Linked DNA regions of Arabidopsis thaliana: region 1 is linked to region 2. The links are chromatin contacts, called in public capture Hi-C maps. All regions are on one chromosome and are shown on one strand. Each heading gives the region's core, a stretch centred on a gene start, on an enhancer-like site or on the middle of the called end of the contact. The rest is flanking DNA. Distances are from core to core; before and after follow the strand shown. Region 1 holds the start of SCPL43 (serine carboxypeptidase-like 43). Region 2 holds the start of AT2G12190 (Cytochrome P450 superfamily protein).

Evidence for each region. Capture Hi-C pulls out chosen DNA fragments and counts their contacts.
Region 1: a contact with region 2 is called in a capture Hi-C map of seedling, with 2.5 times the contacts expected there. The contact joins the promoter of SCPL43 here to the promoter of AT2G12190 in region 2.

What each region holds. Positions count from the first base shown.
Region 1 is chr2:5,070,646-5,077,366 of TAIR10.1, forward strand. SCPL43 (serine carboxypeptidase-like 43) reads right to left here and starts at 2,011. Exons shown (of 11, transcript NM_001335381.1): 1 at 1,759-2,011; 2 at 1,336-1,585; 3 at 1,143-1,250; 4 at 963-1,055; 5 at 794-886; 6 at 573-658; 7 at 1-241. The coding sequence starts at 1,582. It also overlaps the pseudogene AT2G12490.
Region 2 is chr2:4,891,777-4,899,005 of TAIR10.1, forward strand. AT2G12190 (Cytochrome P450 superfamily protein) reads right to left here and starts at 1,621. Exons shown (of 1, transcript NM_126878.2): 1 at 1-1,621. The coding sequence starts at 1,569. The coding sequence ends at 31. It also overlaps the pseudogene AT2G12195.

The DNA of each region.
Region 1 (6,721 bases), core at 761-3,260, 180 kb after region 2:
CTTGCTGAACAATAGAAGGGTAACATACATCGAGGAGAATGTGATAGCTGTTGATATACTCAGTGAGGACGCTGGATTCAACGATTGCATATATACAAGCATTGCTCATGTTCTTTGGATTGGCAAAGTCACATTGGTTCATGATTGTGAGTCTTACTTCATCAGAGATCATCCCATGTGACCAGAAGTACTCGTATGCAGCTGCAAAGTCCCTGTCAAGCTTCAGAAGTGGATTCCCAATCTGATCAGAAACACACAAAAAATATTATGGCCCAAAAGTTTTAAAGCAAAAGCTTCCTTTTCACCCAAGTCTCTCTTAGAGAATTAGGTTAATTGTTGGAGCTTAGTTTTTTTATTAATCAATTGAGAACCCTTATATAGGTATTCATCATACAACTTAGACATAACGCTAATGCATAAAATAAAACACTTTAACGTTTAAAGGAAATTATGAAAACCCAAATCATAATCTACCTAACCATAGTCTCGTATCAAAAAAAAAAACACAAAAAAAAATCAGAAGAGAGCCAAAAGAGTTGATGAAACTTTAAGAAGAAGGTTCTTTTGCTTACTGCAATGCCTTTGACGTTAAATTTGAACCCACTTGAGCGTGAATTGTAGCTGAGTATCACATCAGCCAGTTGAGGTATGTAATGCCCTGCGAGAGAATCAAATCAAACATTGGTTAGATAAAAGTAAAACTGACAAGTAACATCATCAAACACATAACCACCAACATTGTTACTCACATAGCCATTTCATAAACTAAGAATCAGAATAATAAAAGACACACCTGCGTAGCTTTCGCCAGTGAGAAAGAGGTCGCGAGACTTCAACTCTGGGAACTTGTTGAACCATCTCAACAAGAACACAAGCATATCATTGACTGTTCAAATACAAAAAACATGTCAAGATACAACAGTGTTCTAATATAATCTGAAAAAATGGGATATATACTTTACCAGTAGACTTGTCCCCAGTGTTGTAATCCGAACTTCTGTTAGAGTATGACCATCCTACTCCGGCTGGTGACTCCACAAATAACAAGTTCGAAGCTACACATACGCAATAAGAGACAACAGCATCACAAACGTAGAATCACATAGTTCTCTGCTTTTTGCATAAAATTGTCAAAAACAAACCTTTGTTCCAAGACATGGAGTTCAAGCGAAGGCCACGGCCATCGCCCGTAGGATAAAATGGACCTAACTCAGTGAAAGCTCCTCCACCAACTGAAGAACAACCTGGACCTGCATTACAAACCTCAAATATAAACTTTTAACTCAAACATTTATAACTAAGGAAGTAGCTTAAAGGCTATGCAGAAACAGAGACCTCCATTGAGCCAAAGGGTTAAGGGCTTAGTGTCAGGTTCTTTTACAGCCTCCACGTAGTAGTAAAAAAGACTACGACCATTTTCCGAGTCCACATCGACATATCCAGCAAATTGTCTGAACCCGACGTTTGGTTGACCAGGTAGCCTGGCCACCAAGTCTTCTTCCGGATAACCTTCAGCAAAAACCAACCACTGCACTGTGACCAATACCATAATGGCCATCACAACGGCCCGAGACGATACCATGTTCTGAAACATGTCAAAATACAAAAGCAACAACAAGTTATAAGTTAACGTCAATCTCACTGAATCTTTAATACTTCACTGAAATTATACCAATAAACAGAACAATTTCAAAGACTCAAAAAAAACATTCAGAATCCAAATTATTCAGTGTGAGGTATAGAGTTTATAAAACTCACTATCTCTTTTCGATTAGCACTCGTTTGTAAAGAACTTTGAAGAGGACTTGAAAACAGAACAAGAAACAGAGAATTGCAGAGAACGTAAATGAGCAAGAACCCACTATAAGTCTAGAATCAGGTTCTATCATAGGCTTGTACAACAAGAAGACACGAATCTAGTGATCTTTGTTCCCAAGTTTTCCTCAAGTGTTCTAACACTAGAACTAGATCTAAAACGACACAGTTCCGTTTTAGGCAAGAAGCACGTGAGGAGCAAACTCTCAGAAGCCCTTCCTTGTAAAACGGTAGTCCAATTTATATTGTGATTAGTAACAGTATCATTAAATATTTTTCTTTCTCAGGCTTATATTTTCTGATCTCTTAGTAATCTATTTGAGTACAACTTGAATACAACTGCATACGATTCTGAATTTTTGTATGTTGAAATCAGTTACTTTTTCTCGATTTTGTGTAGAATTCAATTGAAAATTTGAAAATTATTTTTAAGAACTCCTGTCGATTTTTTAAATTTTGTGTCGACGTTGTCTAATTGATTCAAAAGAAACTGATATATATCTCAGAATTAAATTGAGCGTGTTTAACTATGCACAACTACATATAACTAGTTTGGTTTTGTAAATCCAAAATTCCTGAAACTTAAAAGTACAAGTGCATATCTACATAACTTTTTTGAAGTACAAAATTGCTAATCTAATCGGGTCGTTTTTTATATTTTGATCCGGAAATCTTCAATTGGATCTTCCGTAATTGGTTTTTCTTACTAAAAAATTTCAAACGAAATTAAATGATTAATTTTGTAAATATATCAACCTTATATAGATATGACAAACTAATATTTGCTAATCAAATGGTTTTGTTATTTAACCATTTGTTTTCTAAATAAATTATGACAGTATAAATTACTAAACCCAATAAAGACATTAGTTCTATTTTTTTTTATAAAAACATATCTTTTCTCAACTAATTACTACATCTAAAATCATTATTTATGGAATATTCCTTTACGTAAAAAAAAATCTTATATTTTATTCCATAGTTCTGCTATTTTTTTGAGATTGTGATACTTGGTCATTCATAAATCTGACCATGAATGTTAGAATGTAGACAATATTCAATTACTAATACAAAAAATCAAAATATGAAAAATCAAATATTGTATTTTCAAATATTTGGAAAACTATTTGGAGTTTTTTGGCCAAAAATCGAAACTTCTTGAGCACTTTTCATTCATCTATATAAAGAAGCTCATTTCGACCATTGATACATAATGACCTATACGACTATTAAAACAAAAATGATGCATATTCAAATGGCTTTTTAGATATATATAATAACTCCATTACCAACATACCTAAACGGTATAAATTTATTTTTTGTAGAAAAAAAGAATACAGATCTTGCAAAATTAAATTCCCAATCAAAAGAAAATAAAGAGAATGATGTAAAGGTGTGATTCAAACTTTTGGTTTAGCCTGATGTCGACTTGGTTTAATCAGTTAGTTGTTGGATCACGGTTCAATGCCAGTTTGGTATTGGTTTAAGGAGAAAGGAGAAATCGGTTTGAGTTCAGTAGAAGATTGAAGAGACTCTCTTGGTATTAGAGGGTTTGACTTGGACTCTGTTATAAATAGTCTTCTTCTTCCTTTGTTTGTTGCAACAGAAAATTCTTATCTCAATTCTTTTCCTTTGTAACACGATCTTGAGCTCTGGGTTTTGAGCTTGAGTAAATATTGATTCATAGTGGATTGCTGGATTGAATCCGGCCCCAGATGTAGGATCATCACACCGGTGATCTGAACTGGGTAAACAATTGTGTGTTCGTTTCGTTCTTTGTTTGATTATGTTCTTGATCGATCTATTGAGTGTTCCGCGAATTGAAGCTTGATCGAGTTGTGTTGTGATTGAATCGAGTTGTGTTGAATCGATCTTTGAGTCATCGGATTGTAACAGATTGGTATCAGAGCCTAAGGTTCTTTAATGGCGATGACGAGCAAAGCGAACTTGAATTCAGGTTTAAAGGCTTCGTTTCAAGTCTTTAACGAGAACTCAGACTTCTCGCTATGGAAGACAAGGATGAAAGCACATCTCGGCTTGGCTGGGCTTAAAGGAGTGATCGATGATTTCACATTGACGAAAGTTGTTCCGCTTACGAAAAGTGAAGGAAAGAAGGTTGAGGAAGGTGATGATGATGGATCATAGTCATCACAGACTAAGGAAGTACCTGATCTTGTAAAGATGGAGAAATCAGAACAAGCAATGAATGTGATTATCGCTCACGTTGGTGATGTTGTTCTGAGGAAAATTGACCACTGCAAGTCTGCTGCAGAGATGTGGGAAACCTTGAATAAGCTGTATATGGAAACATCGTTACCAAATCGAATATATGTGCAGCTTAAGTTTTACTCATTCAAGATGAATGACACAATGTCAATTAATGAGAATGTGAATGAATTCTTGAAGATAGTTGTCGAGCTAAGCAGTCTTGAGATTGTGGTAGGTGAAGAAGTTCGTGCAATATTGTTCTTGAATGGATTGTCATCAAGATACTCTCAGTTAAAGCATACCCTGAAGTATGGGAACAAAGCTTTGTCTCTGCAGGATGTAATCTCCTCTGCTAAGTCGTTGGAGAGAGAGCTAAATGAATCTCTAGATCTTGAAAGAAGCTCCTCAACGGTCTTGTATACTACTGAAAGAGGTAGACCACTAGTGAGAAACAATCAGAACAATCAAAACAATCAGAAGGGTGGTCAAGGCAGAGGAAGAAGCAGATCAAACTCTAAAACAAGAGTAACCTACTGGTTTTGCAAGAAAGAAGGTCACGTTAAGAAAGACTGTTTTGCTAGAAAGAAGAAAATGGAAACAGAAGGTCCTGGTGAAGCTGGTGTCATCATAGAGAAACTTTTTTTCTCTGAAGCACTAAGTGTGAATGATCAGTTGGTTAAAGATCTATGGGTTTTGGACTCAGGATGTACTTCACACATGACGTCAAGAAGAGACTGGTTCTGTGATTTTCAGGAAAATGGATCTACAACCATACTACTCGGAGATGATCACTTAGTTGAATCGCAAGGCCAAGGTTCCATCAGAGTTAACACACATGGAGGATCTATAAAGATTCTAAACAATGTCAAGTATGTGCCAAACCTGAGAAGGAATCTCATCTCCATAGGGACACTTGACAAGTTAGGGTATCAACATGAAGGTGGAGCAGGAAAAGTGAGATACTTTAAGAATCAGGTTACTGCTTTGTGTGGAAGCTTAGTCAACGGTCTGTATATTCTTGATGGTGAGACGGTGATGACTGAAAATTGTGCAGCTGTGGAATCACAGAGTAAAACATCATTGTGGCATAGCAGGTTAGGCCACATGAGTTTAAATAACCTGAAATTTCTTGCTGGTAAGGGTCTATTGAACGGTAAAGAAATCAAGGATTTGGATTTCTGCGAACATTGTGTAATGGGAAAGTCCAAGAGACTGAGTTTCAATGTGGGAAAACATGATGCTGTGGAAGCACTAAGCTATGTTCATGCAGACCTCTGGGGATCATCAAATGTATCACCCTCCTTATCAGGTAAACAATACTTTCTCTCTATCATAGATGATAAGACTAGAAAAGTATGGTTATATTTCCTTAGGACTAAGGATGAAACTTTTGATAAGTTTTGTGAATGGAAAGAACTTGTAGAGAATCAGGTGGATAGAAAGATTAAGTGTTTGAGAACATATAATGGGTTGGAATTTTGCAATACTAAGTTTGACAGGTACTGCAAGACTCATGGTATTGGAAGACACAGGACGTGTGTGTACACACCACAGCAAAATGGTGTTGCAGAGAGAATGAACAGGACGATCATGAAGAAAGTGAGATGTTTACTGAATGAGTCAGGTCTGGATGAGAGTTTCTGGGCTGAAGCAGCTGCAACTGCTGCATACATCATTAACAGATCTCCAGCCTCAGCCATTGATCATAATGTTCCTGAAGAACTATGGCTAAACAGAAAGCCGGGATACAAACACTTGAAGAGATTTGGATCAATCGCATATGTTCATCATGATCAAGGAAAGCTGAAGCCAAGAGCATTTAAAGGAGTGTTCTTAGGTTACCCTGCTCGCACAAAAGGTTACAAGATATGGCTGCTTGATGAAAGAAAATGCGTGATAAGTAGAAATGTGATATTTCGAGAAGATATGGTCTACAAAGACCTGAACAAAGATGTGAATGATGTAGTAGCAGAAGACGCTGAAGCATCAACATCAAATTCTGATGTTATTTCAGAATTGGTTAAGAAGCGAGTCAGTTCTAAGCAAGGTGGAGTAACTACTGAGCTGGTAGAAGTCAGTGAAAGTGAATCTGAAGAAGATTCTGAAGAACCTGCAGAAACTGCAGTTAATCAGTCACATGAACCAAGTGGGTTGACAAATTACCAACTTGCAAGAGACAGAACTCGCAGACAGATCGTAGCTCCGGTTAAAATGAAGGACTATTCTCAATTTGCATTTGCGTTAATGACATATGAGATACTGAATGTGGAAGAAGAACCACAATGTCTTCATGATGCTCAAAAGGATGAAAACTGGGAGCTATGGAATGGAGCTATCGGTGAAGAAATGGATTCTTTAGCAAAGAATGGTACTTGGGAACTTGTTGACAGACCAAAGGACAGAAAGGTGATCAGTTGCAGATGGTTATTCAAAATCATTTTAAACTTGCATCTGTGCAGGACGATTCAGAGTGCATAGATACAGTTAAAACTCCATACTCAAGTGCTGTTGGAAGTGTAATGTACGCGATGATCAGCACTAGACCAGACTTAGCCTATGCAATAGGACTAGTCAGTCGTTTCATGAGTATACCAGGATCAGTTCATTGGGAAGCAGTCAAGTGGCTGCTAAGGTACATAAAAGGATCACATGATCTGAGTTTGGTGTATACTAAAGGTAAAGATCTCAGTGTCATTGT
Region 2 (7,229 bases), core at 371-2,870:
TAACCTAGTCTTTGGTGAAGAAGTAGACGACTAGTGACTTCTCCTAAGAACAGCAAGAGCCTTAAGCGAATGCTTCATGACTACGGTAAACTCAAACTTCTCCGTCAAGTCCACTTCATGACCTTGGACCTCTTTCCACTCAAACTCCCTCACCATATTCGCCACATAGTACTCAAGATGCAGCATCGCTAGCCCAATCCCTGGACAAATCCTTCTACCCGCCCCGAACGGCATCATCTTTATCCCTCTGCTTCCGGTTATGTCCACCGCTTCTTCTTCTCCCATAAACCTCTCTGGCTTAAACGCCATTGGTTCCTCCCACACCATTGGATCCCTCCCAATCTCTGCCACCATGAAATTAATTGTTCCCTTCTTCGGGACTTTGTATCCTCCCAACACAGTGTCCTCAGTTACACTGTGCGGGAGTACAAAATGTCCCGGAGGATGTCTCCGGAGACCCTCCATCACCACTGCCTTTAGATACGGCATCTTTTGCGCGTCTTCTTCCTCTACTTCCTTTGCTTCTTCCCCAACTACGCTTTTGATCTCCTCGTATAACCTCTTCTGAATCTCCGGGTTTTTCACCAAGTTCGCCATGATCCATTGCAACGCGGTGGCCGTTGTATCAGTCCCACCGTTGAGAAACTCCGAACACAAACTAACAATCTCATCTTCGTTCAGCTTCCTCTTCTCATCTGGAAGCTCCAGCTCAAGCAGAGTATCAACGTATGATTGTACATACACTTTGTTGTCTTCTTCTTCCTCTGATGATCTATTCTTTCTCTCTTCAACAATCTTTCTCCGAGCACGAATCAACGGAAGCAAAACGTCATGCTGCTCTCTCCGCATCTGGAAAAACTCTTCCCATCTCTTTCGCAAAATCAATTTAGTAAACTTAGGCCAGAGATTGAGAATATTGAATCTGGAAAAGCCAAGAAGCTGTCGTCTCTGAACATATTCCACCTGTTTGATTTGTTTCTCGTCAAGCTTATCTCCAAAACACATGAGAACAAGAAGCGCAAACATTGCATAGTGAAGATGATCAACAACAACAATCGGTTCTTCACCTCTGCTTTTACCAAATCGATCAAAAAGAATCTCAAGAACCCAACGCCGCGCGTGAGAGTAAGATCTCACGCGCGAGGGGTGAAGAATCTCAGAAGTGAGATTCCGGCGAAGAAGACGCCACGTGGCTCCATATAAACTAGAGCTGATGTTATGTTGGTTACTCGAAATAATCTTACTGATCGGAGCAGCCGGTGGACGATCAGCGAAAACGGCACCGTTCAAAACGAGAGCCTGGTGAGCAAGAGAACGATCGGCGACGAAGATAGCGGGGCGGGAAGTGATGCGAAGGGTGATGATGGGACCGAGACGGTGGTGGACGGAGCGGAGATAGTTGTTGAGTCCACCTAAGCCTTGCCGGAGCCATTGGAGGGTTCCAAGGAAAGGGAAGAAGTTAGGGTCAGGTGGTAACGGAAGAGAGGAGGAGTCACGGCGGCGAAAGAGGAGTAAATTGAGAAGGAGAGAGAGGAAGAGAGAGCCCAAGATAAGTAACCATATCTCCATTTTCAGTTTGTTCTCTACTTCTCTTTGCTGTTTTTTCTTTGCTTCTTCTTCCTTTGTATTCGTGTTTATATAATACACGTGTGTGTGGCTAAATTCGTGTAACAAAACTTTTTTAGTTAACCTACGTGTAAACAATTTATCATCAGAGAGTGTGTTATTCAACTATAACTTAATTTTATAATAAGGCAGTATTTATTATTATTATTACTATCTTAAGTAGGATTGATTTTTTAGGATCCAATTCAAAATCTATTCTGATTTGTTTCCAAATATTTTGATACACAATACAATTTTGGAATTTATATACAGTAATAATTTATTTATTTTAAATAACATGTGATATATAGGAAAGATATATGAAATTTTACTTTTATATATTATTTTCACATTAAGTGATGGCAGATTTATAATTTTGTTAAAAAAATATGTCACATTGTAACAAATTTGTTGTCACAAAATTAATTACTAGAATGAGGTCTAACGATAACCAATTTTTTTAATGTTATGATAGACTTGTTTTATGTTATAACAGATTCTTGTAATTTTACACAATATCTATCGTTTGATGGCATATTTGTTTTCTAAAATATAATGTTTTGTGTTATGACAGAGTTATTTTATGTTGTGACAGATAAATTTATATTACCATAAATCTGTGGTTTGATGCCAGGTTTAATAAAAAATAAAATAAATTACTGGAATGACCTTAAATTTTTTTTATGTTACGACAGATTTGTAATTTGAAATCCTTATGGTGACTGATTTATAATTTTCTTTTTTCATAATTTTTTTAATAGAATAATACTAACTACTGTAACAGTTTTTTTATTTGGAAAATCATATTATGACAGATTTGAATTTTTTTTGTCAATTGTTTTTAGAAATTCTTTTAAATACCACTAAAATGAGTTTTTCCAAAAAATACTATAATTAATTTTATTTTTCAAAAATATCACAAATCTAAAACTAAATTTAATATTCAAAACTAATTTTTATATCATAAAGACTAAACCTTACACCTAAAAACTATACCGTAAATATATAAAAAAAATCTATAACTTCAAAAATCAATTATGGTTTTTTTTGCATATTTTTTTGCTATAATAATATTTATAGTGGTGACAGTTTTTTTTCTTTGTAATGACAGACTTATTAGAGCAGTTACCATATTTACGATTAAAACATTAAATGTCGACATATAGAGTCAACTGGTATTTTTACACAAAATTTGTGTTAGTATAGTTTTTTTGTTTTTTTAACACTTATGACATTATATTGATGAGATGTACTCAAAGTGTAATGAGTCCGAAATACAACGGGGTACAAAATAGAAGAAAGTATATCCTTGATCATTTTGGTTGTGATACTTAGACAATGTATCTGCCGATCTGTTCACTTGTCTTGGTATCCACCTAAATTGAACTTCAGAGAATCTCCGTTTCCATGTTTGAATTTCGTGCAGCCAGTTTGTAATATCGAATCTTTTTGTCTTCCCTTGTAACACGTCCACCAGAATTTTGCAGTCGCCTTCAAATATAACCTTAGTGTGTCCTTTTGCCCATAAATGTTGCATTGCTGAAACCAGTGAATTGCATTCAACTTCTAGTGCGGATGTAGCTTGTGTACCTTGAATCTTCCCTGCTCCTTTGTAGTGACCGAACTCATTGCGAATGATCCAGGCCGCTGATGTTCTTTGAAGGTGTTGTATGTAGCTTCCATCATAGTTACATTTTATCCAGCCTGCTTCAGGCCGTCTCCAGTGAAGAATACGTCGACTTCCATTCGCAGTAGGAGAGTGAAATTCCTAAGACGACGTGTATCTCCAAGAGTACTCCATTCTTCGGCATCGTGATGTGCGCTTGATAGATCTTTCTCCCACGTGTTTGCTTCTCTCCCGAATATTAGTTTGTTTCTGTTCTTCCAGATTTGCCATAAAATCCAGAAGGGAAGTTGTGCCTGTAACTGATTGTTCGAGCTTTGCTTGTGCCATTCGAAGATTATAGACATCTTTGTTTCTAAGCTTACTCGTGAGTCTGTAAGGTCTTGAATCGGAATGGTTGATGCTCTCCAGATTTGCATTGCGTGAGGACAAGTGAAAAATAGGTGATCTGTAGTTTCTGTCTCTGTGACGCAACGTTTGCAGTACTTATCCGGATTGATGTGTCTTCGCTCGAGTTCTTCTCCTGTAGCAAGTGCCTTTGAGAGCATTCTCCAGAGGAAATGTTTAATCTTCGGTGTCGTTGTCGTTTTCCAGATACTTCTTTTCAGGTGTGGATCTCCTGTTGGGGGTAGTGCTCGTGGTTCGTCACTGTGGAGGTGTGTTGCAAGCCAATAACCCGATTTAACTGTGTAAAGCCTCGTATCTGTGTAATGCCATCCCAAATAATCCTTTGATTGTGACTGGCTAATCTTTAAAGCCAAGGTGTGCGGAATATCCTCTGGTGCTACTCGTTCCTGTAGTAATCGTTCATTCCATCCAGTTTTGTGTGGGAGGAAAAAGTCCTGAAGCGTTTGAAACTGTGGTTGAGTGTGATCAAGTTGGCGCGGAGGTCGGGGAGGGTGTAGTGGCAGCCATGGATCCACCCAAGGCTGAATCGAAGTTCCATCTCCTACTATGTAGCGCATTCCTTTTTTTAATAGATCTCTGCCCTTCAGTAGGGATTGCCATCCGAAGGAGCTTTGTGAGCCAATTGAAGCGACTAAAACATTTGAATTAGGAAAGTACCTCCCCCGCAACACACGTGCCATTAAGCATTCAGGATTATGAAGGATTCTCCAAGCTTGTTTAGCGAGTAGTGCATCATTGAATTTGCCAATATCCCGAAATCCGAGTCCTCTTTCTTCTTTTGAAAATTTCATTCGCTCCCAAGCCACCCAATGCATTGCGTTTCCTTCCGGTTGAGTACACCACCAATACTGTGAAATGATGCGTTCAATCTCCTCACATATGTGTTTGGGAAGCTTGTAACAGTTCATCGAATATACCGGCATAGCAAGGGCTATAGCTTTTAGCAAGACTTCTTTACCTCCATGAGAAAGGAATTTATTCCTCCATCCCTTTGTTTTCTCTCTGACCTTTTCAACTATGTACTGGAACAACTCAATCTTCTTTCTTCCAAATTGCTCAGGCAATCCCAGATACTTGTTACATCCCCCGTCATTATGAATGTCAAGAGTTCTGCGTATAGCCGTCTTCGTCGTATCTTGTACCCTTTTTCCAAAATGAAGAGCTGATTTACTGGTATTGACCTTTTGTCCCGAAGCTCTTTCATACTGTGTTAGAATATCCTTGATAGCAAGACACGATTTCATGTTGGCTTGACAGAAAAACAGGGAGTCATCTGCGAATAGTAGATGACTTACTTGAGGACTTTTATTACTTATCTTGATTCCTTTGATGAGACCTTGAGTTTCTGCCTTTTTCATCATATGACTTAGTACCTCAGCACATAATATAAAGAGGTAAGGGGAGAGGGGATCGCCTTGGCGTATGCCTCGTTCCGGCTGAATGAATCCATAAGGAGCACCATTGATATTAACCGAAAAGGTTGGAGTTCTGACACAAGTCATAATCCATTCAATCCAACGAACGTCAAATCCGAATTTGAACATTGCGGCTTGTAGGAAATCCCATTCGAGACGATCATATGCCTTTGTGATGTCTGTCTTGATGGCCATATACGAATTTGAGCATCTTTTCTTCACTTTAAGAGCGTGGATAACCTCATGAGCAATAATGACATTGTCCGTGATTACACGCCCTGGAATAAAAGCTGCCTGTTCCTCAGAGATAATACTTGAAAGGTGCTTCTTCAGACGGGCCACCAGAATCTTAGAAATAATTGTGTAGCTCACGTTGCATAAGGCAATCGGTCTGTAGTCACTCAGAAGACGAGAACTTGCTGGTTTCGGTATAAGGCACAAGTTTGTGTGGTTCATGGATTTATCAAAAATGCCATTCTCAAAAAAGTCATGTACCTCAGCCATGATAGATTGTTTGATGTCATCCCAGTAATGGTGATAAAATGCACCAGTGAATCCATCAGACCCCGGGGCTTTAGTTCCGCCTATAGAAAAGACTGCTTCTTTAACCTCCTCTTCGGTAATCTTCTTTGTTAGGTCTGCATTCATATCTGCGGTTACTCGTTGTTGGAAGCCATTTAGAACATAGTAGTGATTGTTATTTGTCGTTAAGTCACTCCGAAAGAGCTTGGTGAAGAATTGTTGCGCCACTTCCCCAATATTAGAACTGCCTCTGTGTTCCACATTCGCATCGTCCAAGATAGAGTACATTCTATTTCGTGCAGATCGTGTTTTTGCAGAGGCAAAAAAATACTTTGTGTTACGGTCTCCACCTGACAGCCATGTTTTCCGGCTCTTAAGTCTCTAGAATTCTTCTTCAGCAGCATAAGCCTTCGACAGCTGCAATCTGAGCTCTCGGATGTGTTGAGTTGTTGTGCCATCAGAGTGAGCTCTATCAATTCTGTTTTTGAGAAGGGCTATATCTTCTTGGGCATTTGATCGATATCGCCTCTTCCATTGAGATATTTCTCTTCTGCAGGCAGTGAGTCGTGATCGTAGATTGTCGTCCTGGTGAAAGATTCTCCGGTTCCACCCACGTCTGACAGCATCACTGAACCCATCACGCTCAACCATTCTTCCATCAAAACAGAACTGGTTATGCTTCTGCTCAAAATCGCTCGTGATTGTTGTGATCACTGGTCGATGATCTGATTCTATTAACTCAAGGAATTCCATGTGGGATGCGGGAAATTGAGTTAACCATTCGTTATTCACCAAGGATCGATCCAAGCAGCAGGCAACATCATGAGTGTGTCGTTTTCCGACCCAAGAGAAAGGGTCTCCTGTAAACTTGAGATCATGGAAGTCACAGGTTTGTATCATTTTCCTGAAATCAAAGAAAGAGCTTTCTGGCCTCAAGTTGCCTCCTTTTTTCTCATGGTTGCCTCGTATTTCATTGAAGTTCCCTATAGCCATCCAAGGACCTGTTCTTTGTGTTGCTGTTCGTTCTAATCTTTCCCAAACCAAGTGTCTATGGATAGGATTTGGGTGACCATATACACAAGATAAATAGAACCCAAATCCATTAATATTAACAAAAGTATCTACAAGGTTTGGGGATTGATAAAGAACAGAATACAGAAATACTACTTTTCCACATTAAAGCAATTCCACCACTTAGACCATTTGGAGGAACCATTACAACCCTATCATAACCTACATCGCTGCAAATATCTCTGACGATGTCATTCCTTTACTTCGTTTCCATGAGAACAATGATGTCTGGAGAGAATTTCTTCTTTATCTCCTTTAGACGTCGAACTGCGAGGTCATTGCCCAGTCCTCTGCAGTTCCAAGCGGCTGTCCTCATGGAGGAAGAGGGGGTTCTGGGCCCACCGCGCCTCTCCCCACGTCATTCGGCTGAACCGTCTCTCCGGAGCAACCACTGCTTTCCCCAGCCTCACGGATCACCATCTTAGAAGGCTCGTGTTCTTCATCTTCTTCGATGGTGTCCTCTCTCTTGCGTTTGCCCCTATCCGCTGCCACATCCTCACGAACATAGTCTCTGTTCACTCCATTATTTGTTTCCATCTCTCCATGGTACGTGGAGTAACGACATGGCTCCCAATCCTGGAAAT